Linked DNA regions of Mus musculus: region 1 is linked to region 2. The links are chromatin contacts, called in public HiChIP or PLAC-seq maps. All regions are on one chromosome and are shown on one strand. Each heading gives the region's core, a stretch centred on a gene start, on an enhancer-like site or on the middle of the called end of the contact. The rest is flanking DNA. Distances are from core to core; before and after follow the strand shown.

Evidence for each region. HiChIP or PLAC-seq counts read pairs in DNA pulled down with a chosen protein or histone mark.
Region 1: a CTCF HiChIP or PLAC-seq map of the NIH/3T3 cell line shows a contact between it and region 2, with 18 read pairs. The contact joins the promoter of Zwint here to the enhancer-like site in region 2. A contact is called at or near these places in 2 of 39 promoter capture datasets (the 3T3-L1 cell line and macrophages), 1 of 15 datasets of contacts at CTCF or cohesin (the NIH/3T3 cell line), 7 of 484 Hi-C or Micro-C datasets (Th17 cells, Th2 cells, cortical neurons and 3 more), 6 of 115 datasets of contacts at active chromatin or transcription factors (effector CD8 T cells, embryonic stem cells, epiblast stem cells and 2 more) and 2 of 9 other capture datasets (adipose tissue and pancreatic islet).

Annotation. Positions count from the first base shown.
Region 1 is chr10:72,653,516-72,661,182 of GRCm38.p6, forward strand. It overlaps Zwint (ZW10 interactor), which reads left to right and starts at 1,331. Exons shown (of 8, transcript NM_001293683.1): 1 at 1,331-1,462; 2 at 2,468-2,558; 3 at 2,723-2,846; 4 at 3,015-3,181; 5 at 3,302-3,358; 6 at 3,531-3,670; 7 at 3,751-3,873. The coding sequence starts at 1,404. The coding sequence ends at 3,871.
Region 2 is chr10:72,619,259-72,626,695 of GRCm38.p6, forward strand. Gm34659 (a long non-coding RNA gene) reads right to left here. Exons shown (of 3, transcript XR_871824.2): 3 at 3,570-4,623. Among named protein-coding and RNA genes, the nearest start is that of Gm34659, 20 kb to the right of the region's middle. Within about 2 kb of position 1,448, at least 47 of the 459 cell types and tissues checked have an H3K27ac peak or open chromatin away from gene starts, as enhancers often do. A contact at or near this core is called in the NIH/3T3 cell line, Th2 cells, epiblast stem cells and 1 more, where this site is marked.

The DNA of each region.
Region 1 (7,667 bases), core at 81-2,580, 34 kb after region 2:
AAAGAAAGAAAGAATCAAATCTGCAATTTTGTTTACCTGGCTTCATTTTTTCAAGGTTCATTGCTAGATTCCCATACAATAATACCCCATTTTTGGTTATTATAAATTTGTATTCCATTTACAGTAGTTCTTCTCATTCCTTGTGTCATGACAGGTTTGTTCTACTTTTGGCTCTTACAGATTTCGTGTGTTGTGTGCATTTTTGTGTTTATATGTTAATTTCCTTTGTAATTATACTTGGAAAATTATAGATCATCCAGTAATTCTATGTTTAACCCTTTGAGGAAACATTGTTTTCAAAACACACCCAGCAGTAACATGAGAGTTCCTCTTGCCCACATCTGTAGCACATCTTGGTTTCTGTTTACTCCTTCTCTGGAACACAAAGATGTTCTGCTTGTCTGATGTCTTAACATCCATTTCTGTTCTAAACAGTGACTTATTCATCTAATAATGAATTTTCTTTTAGTCATGCCTGGGAATGACTAAGCAAAGATCAGGAATTGTAAGCCGAACCTACTGCTTGGTGATTTTTTTTTTTTTTTTTTTTTTTTTGTAACCTCATCTTCATTATTGCAGTCTAGTTGGTCTCACATTTAAGGGATTGTTAAGGCCTCATTCCTTTAATCTGTTAGATGGTGCCACAGCAGTGCTCAACGTAGGTAGGGTTATTTATTGCCAGTCGCAAGGCGACACTTCTCAGTGGTGTATCTGCTCACCATTGAGTAGGCATTCTTCAATACCAATCTGTGAAAATGGTATCTAATATCGACTCTGCTTTAATCTCCAAAGCATCTTTAAAATTCCCTTCAGGAAATTTCCTCAGATACAGCTCAGGATTCAGCAGAGTATTTCAGAAAGCTGCTGGCTCTGGGTTCTCTAGGTGCAGCCTTCTTTCTCTCCCTCCTGCACTCTGGCGACCAACGCCCACCCTCAGTTTCAGCTGGGACTTGTCCACACAAGAGACCCAACTGGGATCTCTGATTAAGGTCTTTAAAAGCACAATGTTTTGAACTCATATAGTATTTACTTATAAGATCAGTATTCTTCAGCGTCGTGGAGGAGAGGCCCACCTCCTTTCTTCCGCAGCAGTACATTTAATAGGAAAGCGTGACTACTGGAACAGATAATAGCCTTTTTCCGGTGTCTGCACCCACCAAATTTTGCTTTCTCACTGTCTGGCCTTCAGCTATCAGTGCTTCCTACTGCGCAGGCTCAGAACCTCCAGCCAGCCCCCAGAACCGAAAAACCGCCTACGCTTGCGTACGGGGGCGGGACCGGAATCGACTCCGGCCAATGAAAAGAGGTGACGTCATTTAAAGTCCTGCCCACTTACCCAGAAACCAATCTCGACCTAGGCGGGCAGTCCAGGAGAATCCAAAGGCGTGGTGAGCGACAGAACGATGGCGGACGCGGAGAAAAACGCTGTTGCGGAGAAAAACAACGCTGTTGCGACGAAAGAGTGAGTGTGGAAGGCGAGGGCCTGGGGCGGCGGCTCGGGCAGTGGCGGCGGAGGGACAGTGGCGCCCTAGTTCAGGAGTGCGACTTCTGAGGGATCTTGTCACCCTAGCTGAGGAGTGCGGGCCCTAAGAGACGATGTCACCTGGATTCTGGAGTGTAGGCCCCGAGGAGCAGTTTCAATTAGAAAAGATAATGCAGCCCGAAAAGACTGTCATCCTACTCCATGAGTGTGGCCTTTGAGGGTTGATGTCGCCTCAATTCAGGAGTGCAGAATTTGACTGTGTGACAACGTCTCTTTTTTGGAATGATGCCTATTAGGGTCTTTGTGGCATTCTGCTGCAGGGGTATGACTAAGCAGGGACTTCTTTCTGTATGCGGAGTGATACATCTGGATGGCTGACGTAGGTCACCTTATGTCGGATGCTGCCTTTGAGGGACATTACCTCACCCACCCTGAGCCCTGTGGCGTAGTATTCTAAAAAAGCCAGCTCCATTACAGATGTCGTAACCAACCCTTTACCATTCTAGGACCTTCTGTCACAACCTTCTTCTTTAGTATTTTTTTATCTGTATCTCTGTCCTCTAGTGGATTGTTCCAGCCAATCTGGAAAGGCTGGGTGGGTTACACATCATACGTTCTGAGATCAGCCATTACTAGCATGTCTTCCAAGGCTTGCCTGAACTTTGGCTTTTCTCTGTTTCTGTATATATGCCCCTGCTGCTTTCAGACGGATTCATCGAGTTTTTACCCATTGTGACCCCCCCTATTTAAACATGTAGTCATGTCTGCACAGTCCCTATCCTCCAGTATTTCAGGTGATTTCCTCATGGCGCTTAGTTGCTACTGTATGTTGTCCAGGTACATGGTGTTTCTGATCTCAGCCTAAAGTCCCTTAAGACCCTTGGGTAGCCTCTGAGCATTGGCACCCTCCTGACATAGATGCCACTGCATATGTTCCTTCGAGCTCGTGTGGTACCATAGCACAATCTCACTCATGCCTTACAGGGTTCTGGCTGAGGCAGCAGCCATTCTAGAACCTGTAGGCTTGCAGGAAGAAGCAGAGCTGCCTGCCAAGATCATGGAGGAGTTTATGAGGGTATGTATGTGCAAAGTGGGACCCAGCGTTTCAGAAGACAGGGGGCGGGGCTGGTCCTGGGATAGCCTCTTGAAATAGTGGGCAGCAATGGGGAAGAACAAAATGGCTGGTCTCTAGTATCAGAAGGGAAGACTAATCCCTGCTTCTGTCCCCACGGTAAACAGAACTCGCGGAAGAAAGACAAACTGCTCTGTAGCCAGCTTCAAGTAGTGAACTTCTTACAGACTTTTCTGGCTCAGGAGGACACTGAGCAGAGCCCTGATGCTCTGGCTTCTGAAGATGCCAGTCGTGAGTAGGCTTGGGTTGTAGGTAGGGTGTGGGCTGAATGGTTGAAGCGGGAAGATGTGAGCCATGCCTGTGTCTGCCTCATGGGAAGGAAGGCTGTGAACGAGAGCTCTAGAAGGCTGGCTGCAGGCATGACTCACTCGTGTTCTTGTTCTTTGTGGCCCACCTTAGGGCAAAAGGCAACTGAAACTAAGGAGCAGTGGAAGGACATGAAGGCCACATACATGGATCACGTGGATGTCATAAAATGTGCCCTGTCTGAGGCCTTACCCCAGGTTAAAGAGGCTCACAGGAAGTACACAGAGCTTCAGAAGGCTTTTGAGCAACTCGAGGCTAAGGTATACCTAGAGAACCTGAGGGGATGCAGGACTGGAGGAAGGGGAGGGGAAGCTGGGTTGGACCTCGATGCTCTCTCCTCAAATCAACCCTAAGAAGGAATGTCCTTTCTCTCCCTGCAGAAGCGAGTCCTTGAGGAGAAACTTCAGCTGGCTCAGAAGCAGTGGGTACTGCAACAGGTGGGCTCTGACTTCTCTCTAGGCTCTTCTCTGTCTTGAAGTGACAAGGTATCTCTGCCTGTCAGTGAGTCTGAGCCTCAAGCTCTGGCTAAGCAGGGGAGATGGGAGATATGGCAGGCGCTGAGAAGAGGAGCATGAGGTGAGTCACGGCCCTGCATTCTCACCCCTTCAGAAGCGTTTGCAGAACCTGACAAAGATTTCTGCAGAGGTCAAGAGGCGCCGGAAGAGGGCTCTGGAGAAGCTTGACGGATCCCATCAGGAACTGGAAACCTTGAAGCAGCAAGCGGGGCAGGAACAGGAGAAGCTGCAGAGGTGAGGTTTGAATCCTGGGTTGAAGCCTCAGGCAGTGTACCCAAGACTCCTGTCACTTCCCACAAACTCTGTCCCTCTAGGAACCAGAGCTACCTCCAGCTGCTGTGTTCGCTGCAGAATAAGCTGGTCATCTCTGAGGGCAAGGCTGAGGACAAAGATGTGAAAGGGCGAGCCCTTACAGCCAAATCCAAATCTCCTTAAAGGTAAGCCCTGTCAGTTGAGTAACCACCCTCCCCTCGTCCCCAAGCAGAGAAGAACAGGGCAACTGTGGGGAGAGATCAGTGTCCACTTGACAAGATTGAAAGAGGAGCTGGGAACTTGATCTTACTCCCTGCGGGCGGACACCCTCCATTGATAGCTCTCTGGGTGATAGCTGTATGCACAAGATCCTGCAGCGGACAGAAGCCAACTCAGAATGTGATGTGCTTGAGCTGCCAAGACGGAAATCCTCGCCCTCTGAACTCTAGATCCGAGGAACTGAAAAAGTGGAAAGAACAGGATGGTTAAGATTTTCAGACCCCAGATTAGGTACAAACCATACTCAAGCACGTGTTGTCACAGAGATTCTTTATTAAGCAGGGAAGAAAAGTTAGTGTCTGCTTTCTGACACAGGCAGGAAAACAGCAGCAAATGACCTCACAGGTATAGTTTTTAAGAAGAGAAAAGTGAGGGGTTGGTTTGGGTTAAAATGGGTTAGGATGTGGGGGTGGGGGTGGGGGTTGTATATTTTGATTGGGTATCTTAATTAGATAAGCCAAAGGGAGCCTTTGATTGCTGGACTTGAATACTTTGATGGCTGGATCTTGTGCACCAGCCTCAGGAGGAGGAAGTGGCCAAATAAGGGAATAGACCTCCAGTGGCTAGCTTTAATGTTTTTTAATGTAGTTTAATGTTTTTTGTTTTTTTGTTTTTGTTTTTTTTTTTGTTTTTTTTTTTTTAGCAAGGCAGAGGGAAGGGAGCGGAGAGGGCAAAGCCTGCCAGAACCATGTATTTTTAGAGAATGTCATTTGTAATAATTGCTATTTTTGATTAGACAGGGAAAATAGTTGTAGCCTCAATGTAGTCTTTGTTAAACATTTCTTATTTTAGAATTGTGTGACATTTATTTTCCTTTGGATTGTGATTGTTCCTTTTTTCTACTTATGTCTTTAATGTACTTGTTTTGTTGAGGTCTGAGAGAAGTGGGTTCAAGTTTTCAGCTGTGGCCCTTAATGTACTCATGGTTCTGTTGGCCACTTTATGTCCACAGAAATGCCTTTGACTAGAAATACAGCATTTTAATATTAATATAACCTCTGCAGTTCCCTTGCTTACCTTTGCCTTGATTTCAACCTTGAGTTTTAGTCTTACTTAGTCCTTATGTCTGTCAGTTGTATGCATGTTTAGGGCCACTGTTTACAGATTGGGTTCAGTAATACTTTAAGGAATCTTTAAGATTTCATAGTTCTCAGTTCTGTAATGAAAAGGATTTGATGTTTGTGCCATTTTACTGTAATTTCTATGTTTTGGTATTCTTAGTGCCTTCGCTTTAATGTGTTGTTTGGTTGGTATTTCTTTCATCCTTTTCATTCCTAAGAAGGTCTTCTCTGTAAGTTCAGCTATTATTAGCCTAAAGTTATATGTGAAGGACATTGAGCCTTTTCTTAAGCACAGAATGAACCCTGGAACGCATTACCATCGATACAGCACCCTACCTTTAGCTAATACAGTTGTTCATTCTACTACTTCTATCCTTTATATTCTCACGTATTAAAATTGTAGCCATTCAATGCTATATTCATATCTGCATGTGGATTTTGAATTTCCCCTCTCTTGATTTTACATTGCATTGCTTTCCTATACAGTAACTTCATCATAAGGAAATGTTTCATAATTTCCTTTAGAAATTAGTCTTTATTACTTTTCTATTGGTGTAAAGAGACTCCATGATCAAAGCAACTTATAAAACAAAAAAGCATGTAACATAAGGCTTGGTAAGGTTTCAGAGGGTGAGTTCATGCACATTGTGTACGCCAGGGAGAACGAGAGCAAGCAGGCAGGCAGGCATGGCACTGGAGCAATAATGAGGGCTTACATCTAGCCCACATTGCAGCGGGCAGAGAGAGGAGAGACTGGGGCAACTAGCCTGGGCTTTGAAACCTCATACCCTACCCACAGTGTCACACCTCCAGAGGGCCACACCTAATCCTTCCAAAACAGTGCCACCAACTAGAGACCAAACATTCAAACATGTGAGCCATTGGGGCCCATTCCCATTCAAATCGCCAGAGCACAAAAGACTTTATAGTATGAAAAGACTTTTGTTTCATCCTCAAGGTGCGTTTCTGACTCTCATTGTTTCCTCTGAGGAATCAGCGATACACTTCACAGCTCTTTCTGTGGTATACTTTTCTGTTTTCTAGCTTTATGAAAGTAAAATAGAAAAACAGGATATATATAGTATTAAGGTATACAACATGTTTTGATGCTTGAATATGCTATGAAATGATTAAATTAAGCATAATAATGTGTTTCTTCACATACTTTCCTGCACTGAGACTATGAAAGATGCACTCAGCAGGTTTTAGAGTACAGTAAACCAACTTGTCCTGGTGCCTGCGCTATACAGTAGACTGCCAGATCTTACCCATAGGTTCCTACTCTCCCTGGCTGCTCACAATCCCTTTTTCCATTCTATCGTTTTATTATGTTGTAAATAGTTGAGAATATGCTTTTATCAACAATTCTAGAATATTCTCAGCCTTGTCTCTTTAACGTCCACACTGTTGGGTTATTCTAAAGGAGCAGTCCGATCAGTTACCTTTTTAAATATTTTTTTTTAATTTTTAAAAGTTGTATTCCTTCTACATGGAATTTTAGTTTTCTTTTTTCTTTTTTAATATTTATTTATTTATTTTATGTACATACTGTAGCTGACACACCAGAAGAAGGCATCAGATCCCATTACAGATGGCTGTGAGCCACCATGTGGTTGCTGGGAATTGAACTCAGGACTTCCAGAAGAGCAGTCAGTGCTCTTAACCTCTGAGCCGTCTCTCCAGCCCAAATTTTAGTTTTCCTAACTGTCGTAATTTTATGTTGCTATCCATGATTCAGTCATCTGCTTCTTGACTTTGGAATTTTAATTTCCATTTTAAGATATTATATTGGAGCCTAGTATAGAGTGCATTTACTTGTTTTTCTGTCTTAAGAGTGATGCTCACAGCAGTTTTGTCTTCTTTGTTGGCTAGGTTACTAGTTTGCAACTTCAGCTCATTGACACACTGCCTTTTTGCATGGTCTCATTTGTTTATGTTTGAGTAACCCTACCTTTGTTTTTGGCAGTATGTTTTGCTTCATACACAGCTGAAAGGACTGTGCTAGTGGCTCATGGTATCTTGTGTAAACCAGTGTGTAACTTGTAAAACATTTAAAGTATGCATTTTTGACATTCCTTACATCTGTATGCATCCTAGTTGGTATTTTTGTTGTTGGATGGTTTTTTCTCTTCTCATTAGTATTTCCCAGAAGGCTTTTGCTTTGTTTGTCTTTCCAAGCTCTAGCTTTAGGCTGCGGGTACAGCTGATGCTGTAAGGCTCTACATCTAATTCACAGCTCCATAAAGTAATAAGAGAAATGACAGAATACCTCAGAGTTTGGCCTTTTTCACTGCTCTTTTTTTTTTTTAACCCAATCATTATTTGTTATTTTCTTTCCTTTGGCATATATTTTTAATATTTGAAATTTTAGGCAATATTTTGTAGGTAAAAAATATATGCCTTTTCGTTACTGTATAGGGTCATATGTTTTATCAAGAGATTGTTATTTTATAAATTTTTTCTTCCAAACTTAGGTACCCAAAAGTACACTAAATTATCAATCATAGCATTAGAAATCCCTACTATCTTTGAAAATGGGAATTCTTGTTTCACTGTTAGTCCTCTACCATTTCTGAGATGAATGCATTTCATCCCTAAATTACAGAATTAATGTAACTTGCATTAAAAATGTCTCCTTG
Region 2 (7,437 bases), core at 198-2,697:
GTGCCACATGAAATCAAAACAGACCCGGCTTGATCATCTTGCTCGTTGTGGGTCACCTCTTCTTTTAAGCTGACTGACAAGGCAAAGCAAGGCGCTGCCTTTTCACTTCCCTGAGCTGCAACAGTTATGGCAAAATCTCTGCTTCTTGCTGCATGCACATCAACAAGTTTAGCCTTACCCAACTGTGAGGCCCTTCTATTTTCCCATACAAAACAATCTATATCAGTTACCACATATATTCCTCAGGTTCTAGGTTATGTATAAATGAGGAGTCCTTGTGAGAGTGACATGCTTCCTCCTGGACCATGATTTGTATCATTAGGGGAGACCTAAGACTTCAGTTAGAGTGAGCATTAATGTTGTCTACTCCACAGCATGTAGGATCACCTATGATGCAACTTGGAGCAGTCCTTTGAGTCATCTCTAATCTCTTGCTTGGGTTAATTAAGTGGAAAGAATACTGGGTGATGGTGATGGTGGTGATAGTGATGATTATGATGGTGATGATGGTGGTGGTGATGACATATTTCTCAAAAGGAGCAAACAAACCAAGTACTAGCATCTTCTACTTCTGAGAGTAAGCAGAATGTGACCTCATGTTCCTGTCACCATGTCTTCCCAGTCCATGCTGGACTCCGACTGTGCTCTCCACGAGATAAAATAAACCCTTTGCTCCCTTTGTTTCTCTCTTTGGGTATTTTGTCCCAGCAATAAGAAGTGTACCTAACATAATTGGTTGTAGTTGTTACAGGAAAGGAACATAGACTGCGGTTCAGTGTTGCCTTGGTTTCTTATTGTCTAAGGGGAATCATTCTCCTATCCACAGACAACACAAAGTCAGTTCCCTAAGCAACTGCTACAGTAAAAGCGAAAGGTTAACCTCTAGGAGAATTGTGTAAGCCAAGTAGCATAGGAGGTAACCATGTGATGTAATGGCCCCAAAGCTTCTAATAACAGTATGTGCAAAGGCATTTGGTGAGAGGAAGTTTAGCATCTGTAAAAACAGAAAGATGTTCATATGTAAATTCTTCATCCACAAAAGCCTAAAATATCATATGTGTTTGCCATGCTTTCTTGCTTTATGTATGGAATTAAGAGATAAGTCATTTTTCCCAAGAGGAAAAAATGATCATTTTAACTAAGCACCAATATTGAATTACAACTAAATTTCTCTGTCATAATTTTTTTTCTAAGGATTTATCCTGAAGTTGGACATGGTAGCATATGCCTGTCATTAAAGACAAGCCTAGGCTACATGAGACCCTGTCTTCAAAACAAAACAGAAAAAATAAATAAATAAAAAAACAAACAAAACCAAAAAAAGAAAAAAGAAAAGAATACACTGATCTATTTCTATTTTGATTCCTGAAGTTTCACAGTGTTTCTGTAACTGGTACCCTAAAGCTCTTGTTCAGCTCTGTCTGCTGAGTCACACACATTACTCATTCACTTCCTGTTTACGAGTGAGGCATCTTGTCAATGGATGGGCCCTTTTAGCCTCAGTGCAATTTCCTTTGCTATTTGAAAGAACACAGGAAGACGGAAGCTGTGATCAAAGATGTTTACTGAGAGTCTGAAGGGCAATACTGGTGGAGATGTAAACCTCTCTCAGTATTTTCTCTAAAGCTTCATTCCTGAGTTAGCTTACATTAGCTTTCTTGTTTTCAGTGATAGTGGCTTTGAATCTAGGGTCTTTGTAGGCTTGTGCTCTATCCCCGAGCCACTTTAAGCAAGATCAACCACAACAACAACAACAACAACAACAATAACAACAACGGAAAAGCACCTTTCTTTTTACCTTTTCATTTTGATACAGGGTCTCACTAAGTTGGGAAGATTGACCTTGAACTCATGATCCTCCTGTCTCAGTCTTCTATGTGCCAGGTCTCATTAGTCTACACTATCAGGCCTAGCTTGTACACACACACACACACACACACACACACACACACACACACACACACACAGAACCACAAACACAGCAATTGACTTTTCATTCTAAATCACGCCAGTAAACAGATGGCTGTTCATGGTTTTCATAGTTTAAATTGTATATTATTTTATTGATTTACTAATGCAACAATAAACTTCTATATTACAACATGGACAAAAAAAAAAGACATTAGCAGCAATTACCAGACCCATAAAAATTAACAAGTAAACATAAAAAATGTGATTTCCAAATTATTCACGATACTCTCCTTCACATAAATATTTTGAAAACCGCCTATGTATTTACAGATAGATCTGGCATCAGATGAAATCAATCAATCTGAGCAGAAAATGCAAAGTAGTTTCTTTGGCCCCAGGTCACGTGGTACTAGGATCTATACTGAAAATATCTCTGAAGACTGATTTGTGCTCAGGGGCTTTGAGCCAAGGGAGGAGCTCCTGTCCACAGACTGTGAAATGGTTTCTTATGATTAAAGGTGAGGTTTGTGCAGATGTGGAAGTTCCCCTCTGGAACAAAAACTTGAAAACCCAGATCAAGAAAAACAAAACAAAACCAAAAACCAAAAAACCAAAAAACCAAAAAAAAAAAAAAAAAAAAAAAAAAACACAAAATATGGAAAAGAAAGCAACAGAAGAAGATACTTAGGTTTCAATGGGGGAATTATCTGCTTACAAGTCTGTGTGTGTGTGTGTGTGTGTGTGTGTGTGTGTGTGTGTGTGTGTTTGCTACAACTCAGTGGGTTCCATGGAGACCAGAATAGGGTAGAAGCTAAAGATACAGGTGGTTATAAGTAGCCAGATATAGATGCTAGAAACCCAGACCTCTTAAATGATAACCCATCTCTCTAGCTCTGGTTGGTGGGTTTGTTTGTTTGAATTCTGGATGTAGGGTGCCATTTGTGGTTTCCTTATTTCCTTACTTGTAGAAATAGAACCAGATATTCAGAGGAAGAGAAAAATAATTTGTGACTTCCTTGAATTCCTTTTAAGGGGGGTGGGCTTTAACTGAAGCCTGAGTGAAAAGAAAGTGGGGACACTTTTGGGGACAAATGACAACAGATTTTATTGATCCCATTTCAAACCTGTTATTACCAAAACTCTGCTTGTTTGCTGCTTGTGGAACATGGCTGTCCTTTATCTGTTATGCACAAAAGAGGTCACAAATGCATATCCTGGGTACATGGTGATGCCATCCTGTGCCAGAGACAAACTGGTCACAGTTATCTTTGTCCTCAATGGGAAAATTCTGTCCTCGTTCTAACACACATTATCAGACCCTTGACCAAGCAGAAAACTTGATATGAGACAGAGAAGACAGCCCAAATGACCTTCAGTCAACAGTTGCCTGCTCCTCTTTTCTTGGTTTCCCCACCAATTAAAACTTCGGTCTATGAGAGTTCTTTCTCTACATGTCAGGTATCTGTAATCCCTAGGATAAATGTTCTATCATGCTTGATGTGTTCATAAAAAGATAAAGAGAGAGGGGGTATGTTCTGGTGGATGTGTGGTGAGGTGTGGGGAAGGGGGTGCCTCCACTGGCCCATGCTGAGGCATTCCTTCCCCCTGAGGGACCAGTCACATGATGGTATAGTATAGAATAGAGTTTATATAGATGGCATGGGGAGGGGAGTTAAGAGGGTAGTAGAGGTGAAGAAAGGGAGACAGAGAGAGAGAGGAGGAGGAAGAGAAGGGAAGGGAAGGGAAGGGAAGGGAAGGGAAGGGAAGGGAAGGGAAGGGAAGGGAAGGGAAGGGAAGTAGAGGCCAGCCATGAGCATGTGGGGTGAGGGGGACGATGACAAGAGGACAGAGCAGGAGAAGGAAGGCAAGAGCAAGAGAGAGCAGAGGAGACAAGCAGCTCCTTTTATAGTGAGTCAGGCCTACCTGACTGTTGCCAGGTAACTGTGGGGCAGAGCTTAGACAAAATGCTAACAGTGCCCAATATCCAGAGTGAAGAGACATGTGAAAATAGACATGCAGAAGCCACACTTAATATTTATGGTTAGGATAGTAGGATGCTTAAGAAAGAAAATACTTATTTTGAAGGTGTGTCACCTCTTTGCTATGTACACAGAGAGGGTAGTTGCCACATGGGGGATTTCCTCTTCTTCTCTCAGACTTAGCATGGAGGCCATAATTACCTTATACTTGTTACATCCTCAGTGACAACACCTTAACTAACAATATGGTAGAATAGTCTGTTTTAATAATTTTACCCAAACGTTTCATTAAAATAACTATCTCACTTTTGCCCTATCAGATTTTAGACTTAGAAAGCTAGAGCTTACATGTAAACTAGACTTGTCCTGTTAATATTTCTCATTCTTAGGCATGCTTTGGGAGACGGTGACTTCTTGTGGACTGGGATTTCTTTATGGATGACTGACAGAGAAAGGTTTGCTTATCTTAGAAGGGAGTGTGAGGACACGACACATCCATGACAACTACCCAAAGCAGAGTCCACACGAGGCACCCGCACAGAGACAACTGTCGCCCTTTCTGTTTACTTATCTCACTGTCCACAGGCTTCTGGCGGGTGCAGGAGTGTTCGGGGAGGCATCTCAATCTTCTCCATTTATCAGTCAGCAGCTCCCATTCTCATTAGCTGACCACCTGCCCTCCGGTAGGATATCACAGAATCACAGCGGCTGTCACCATGGTGCTCAGTGTTCCCTGCATGTTAGGTTAGAAGACAGATGGGTTTTCTATCACAAAAAGGCTGTTACTTCTGTGTGCTGAAGAACAAAACACTATAGGAAGAGAAATATGATTGTAAAATGAGAAAAAATATTTATTCAGAAAGGGCATGAAACGAGCTACTTGCAGAATTTCTATAAGAAGAAAAAAAAAAGAAAAAAAAAAAAAAACCAAGCACCTATTTGTATTTCCAACTATCTGGCCTTCCATCACTATCCTCCCAGAAGTGAATCCCAAGAATACCTTTTTTGTTTGTTTGTTTGTTTGTTTTTATGACAGTTAATAATGGGAAAATTTTTTATCTTACTTCTCTGGAGAAAAAGTGAGAAATGACATGTTCAAAAATTTACATTGATCTCTCATCCAAATATACTGTGACTGGTAAAATTGATTTCCTCCTCTCTATAAATGCAGTGTTCAGTCAAACGAGGTTTGCTGGCAAGTTAATAGTGACTTTCTTCAGCCTGACTGAATTATGCAAACATCAGTTTGTTATTAACAAACATCATATGTATTCTTTGTATTTCCTTTTGATAAATAGCCCAGTACTTTTGGTGCAGTTTAAATAGAAACAGGGTTTCCATTGTAAAAACGGAGGGATTATTCTTTTAGACAGGAGTGATAGTCCAGAGTTCACTGCTTTAAAGCAGTATGCATATATTCTAATACGTTAACTGCCTTCTAATTTAAACGAAATAGATATGGCAATCTAGTGGACAAGGTGTTAGTTACTTCCCTGATGCTGTTATAAAACACCATGACATATACCATGACATGTTATAAATGACATATACCATGACAGAAAGAATGAACTGAGGGAGGAGGTTATTTATCTCGTGGCTCCATAGAGAACACCACAGTGGTAAGGATGGCATGACAGGTGACTGGGTCAGGAAATTGACCGATAACCTTTCCCAGGCACAATAGAAAAAGAGAATGCTATGGTAGTGGGTCTGGCTATAATCTCTCAAACCCCATCCCCAGTGGCATACTTCCTGCGGCTCCACCTCCTAAAGGTCCAGCAACCATAAGAGACACTAATTGTGGACCAAGCATTCAAACATCTGACCTCATGGGGCACATTTCTCACTAGGACCACCAGAGACAGTTAATAAGTAATTGAGAGTGACCATACATAGAATCACACTACACATGAGCTTGCATGGGTGCTTCTGTATCCTCACATCTGATGTTGATTTTGACTCAGTAGTTGGTGTTGCTCAGCAAGGTTCTGTTGGTGGGAATGCATTTAACAACAACAACAACAACAACAACAACAAACCCAGCTCTTGATAGAATCTGGTAATAAAGTTAAGTCTGATCAAGTCACTGGATATAAACAAGAAAGGTCGTGGGGACAGGTCCCCTACTCAATGGGTAAGAATCCAGGCAGGATTGCCTCTGGACAAGATGAAAAGATGGAGCGCTCAGATTGTCCCTTCCCTGGAAGTGGGAGGAGCAGTTTCAGGAGATGTACTCTTAACTGTGAGTAACTTCTGTGAAAAGGACACATGGAGGCTCCAAGTGATGCTGTCCATACAGAGATGCAGAGATAGAATTTCTGCCCTGCAAACACCTCTTTTCAATTACAGTGATACTGAATTTTAGAGAAAAGACAGTTTTCCTTGTCTCCTTTCCTCCCTTTTCTAGATTGCTGTGGTTCTCCAGGTGCAGGGAATGCCTCCTTCTTCTGAGTTCAGGGAGTTTATCAACAGTGTCTTCTCAGTTGTACCCCATGATATCCTCTTCAGAGCTTCCTCCACACCCCCTCTACCAGTCAAGTCTATTCTTCAGGTTCTAACTATTTCTCTAAATCATAAGTCTCATCATGCCATTTCCTAGTGGCAAGGCATCACAGCCTTGACTAACTATGAGTTTTGAGCTCACTAACGTGAACTGTTCCATGTTCCATGTAGCAATCTGTCATACTGACTTCCCTGTAGTTCCCATACTCCTTAGTGGCTTTTTGCCCCTTACTTGCTAGCATTTCATTTACTCTTTCCTTCAGTTTCTTAGGCATCCTCGTTGTTTGCAGGAAGTGCTGGGACATTAAAGAGATCAGTGACAACTATGCTCTAAACCTCTATTCTTGTGGAACTGAATCATCAAATAAGCATTTATATCTCTATTTCCTTAGTCTTATCTATCTGACCTGTATTCAAGATGTAGTGAATATACTGTTTCTTCTCCTATAATTTCAGTGTACCATGAACATTTCATAACTGTGTCTATGGTGTTAACATCTCCACTCTCTACTGTGACCTCATCTGACACAATGCTGAAGTCAGATAGGAATTGTCTGTGTGGTATTTTAAGAATACACAGTGATAACCACCATCAGTAACGATGTGTGTCTTCCTGGGCTAAGACAGAACTGAAAGACATTTTGAAAAAGAAGTAGAGAAGAAAAAGGTGTAGAATATACCTGGGATGAGGGGAGCTATGCAAGAAAACCTGTCATGGGGGGTGGGGGTGAGGTGGAAATAGGGTCATAGAGGAACAGCTAGAATCAGATATTAATAAAACACAGATTAAATAACTGGGAGCATAAACATACTGAGTCTCTAGTTGTCATGTGAAACTCCTCAAGGTGTGGAGATGAAATGTTTCAAGAAGGAGGTGAAGGATGATGAGAAGGCATACTATATCATCAGAAACCGAGAGAGCAGTGATGCTCATTCAGACAAAACGTTAAGGATAAGGGGTGCTTCCATTAAAATGGGGAAACAGGTTTAATGGAGGAATATACAAAAAGAATGTATCAAAAGGAAGAGGACTTTTCATATCTAA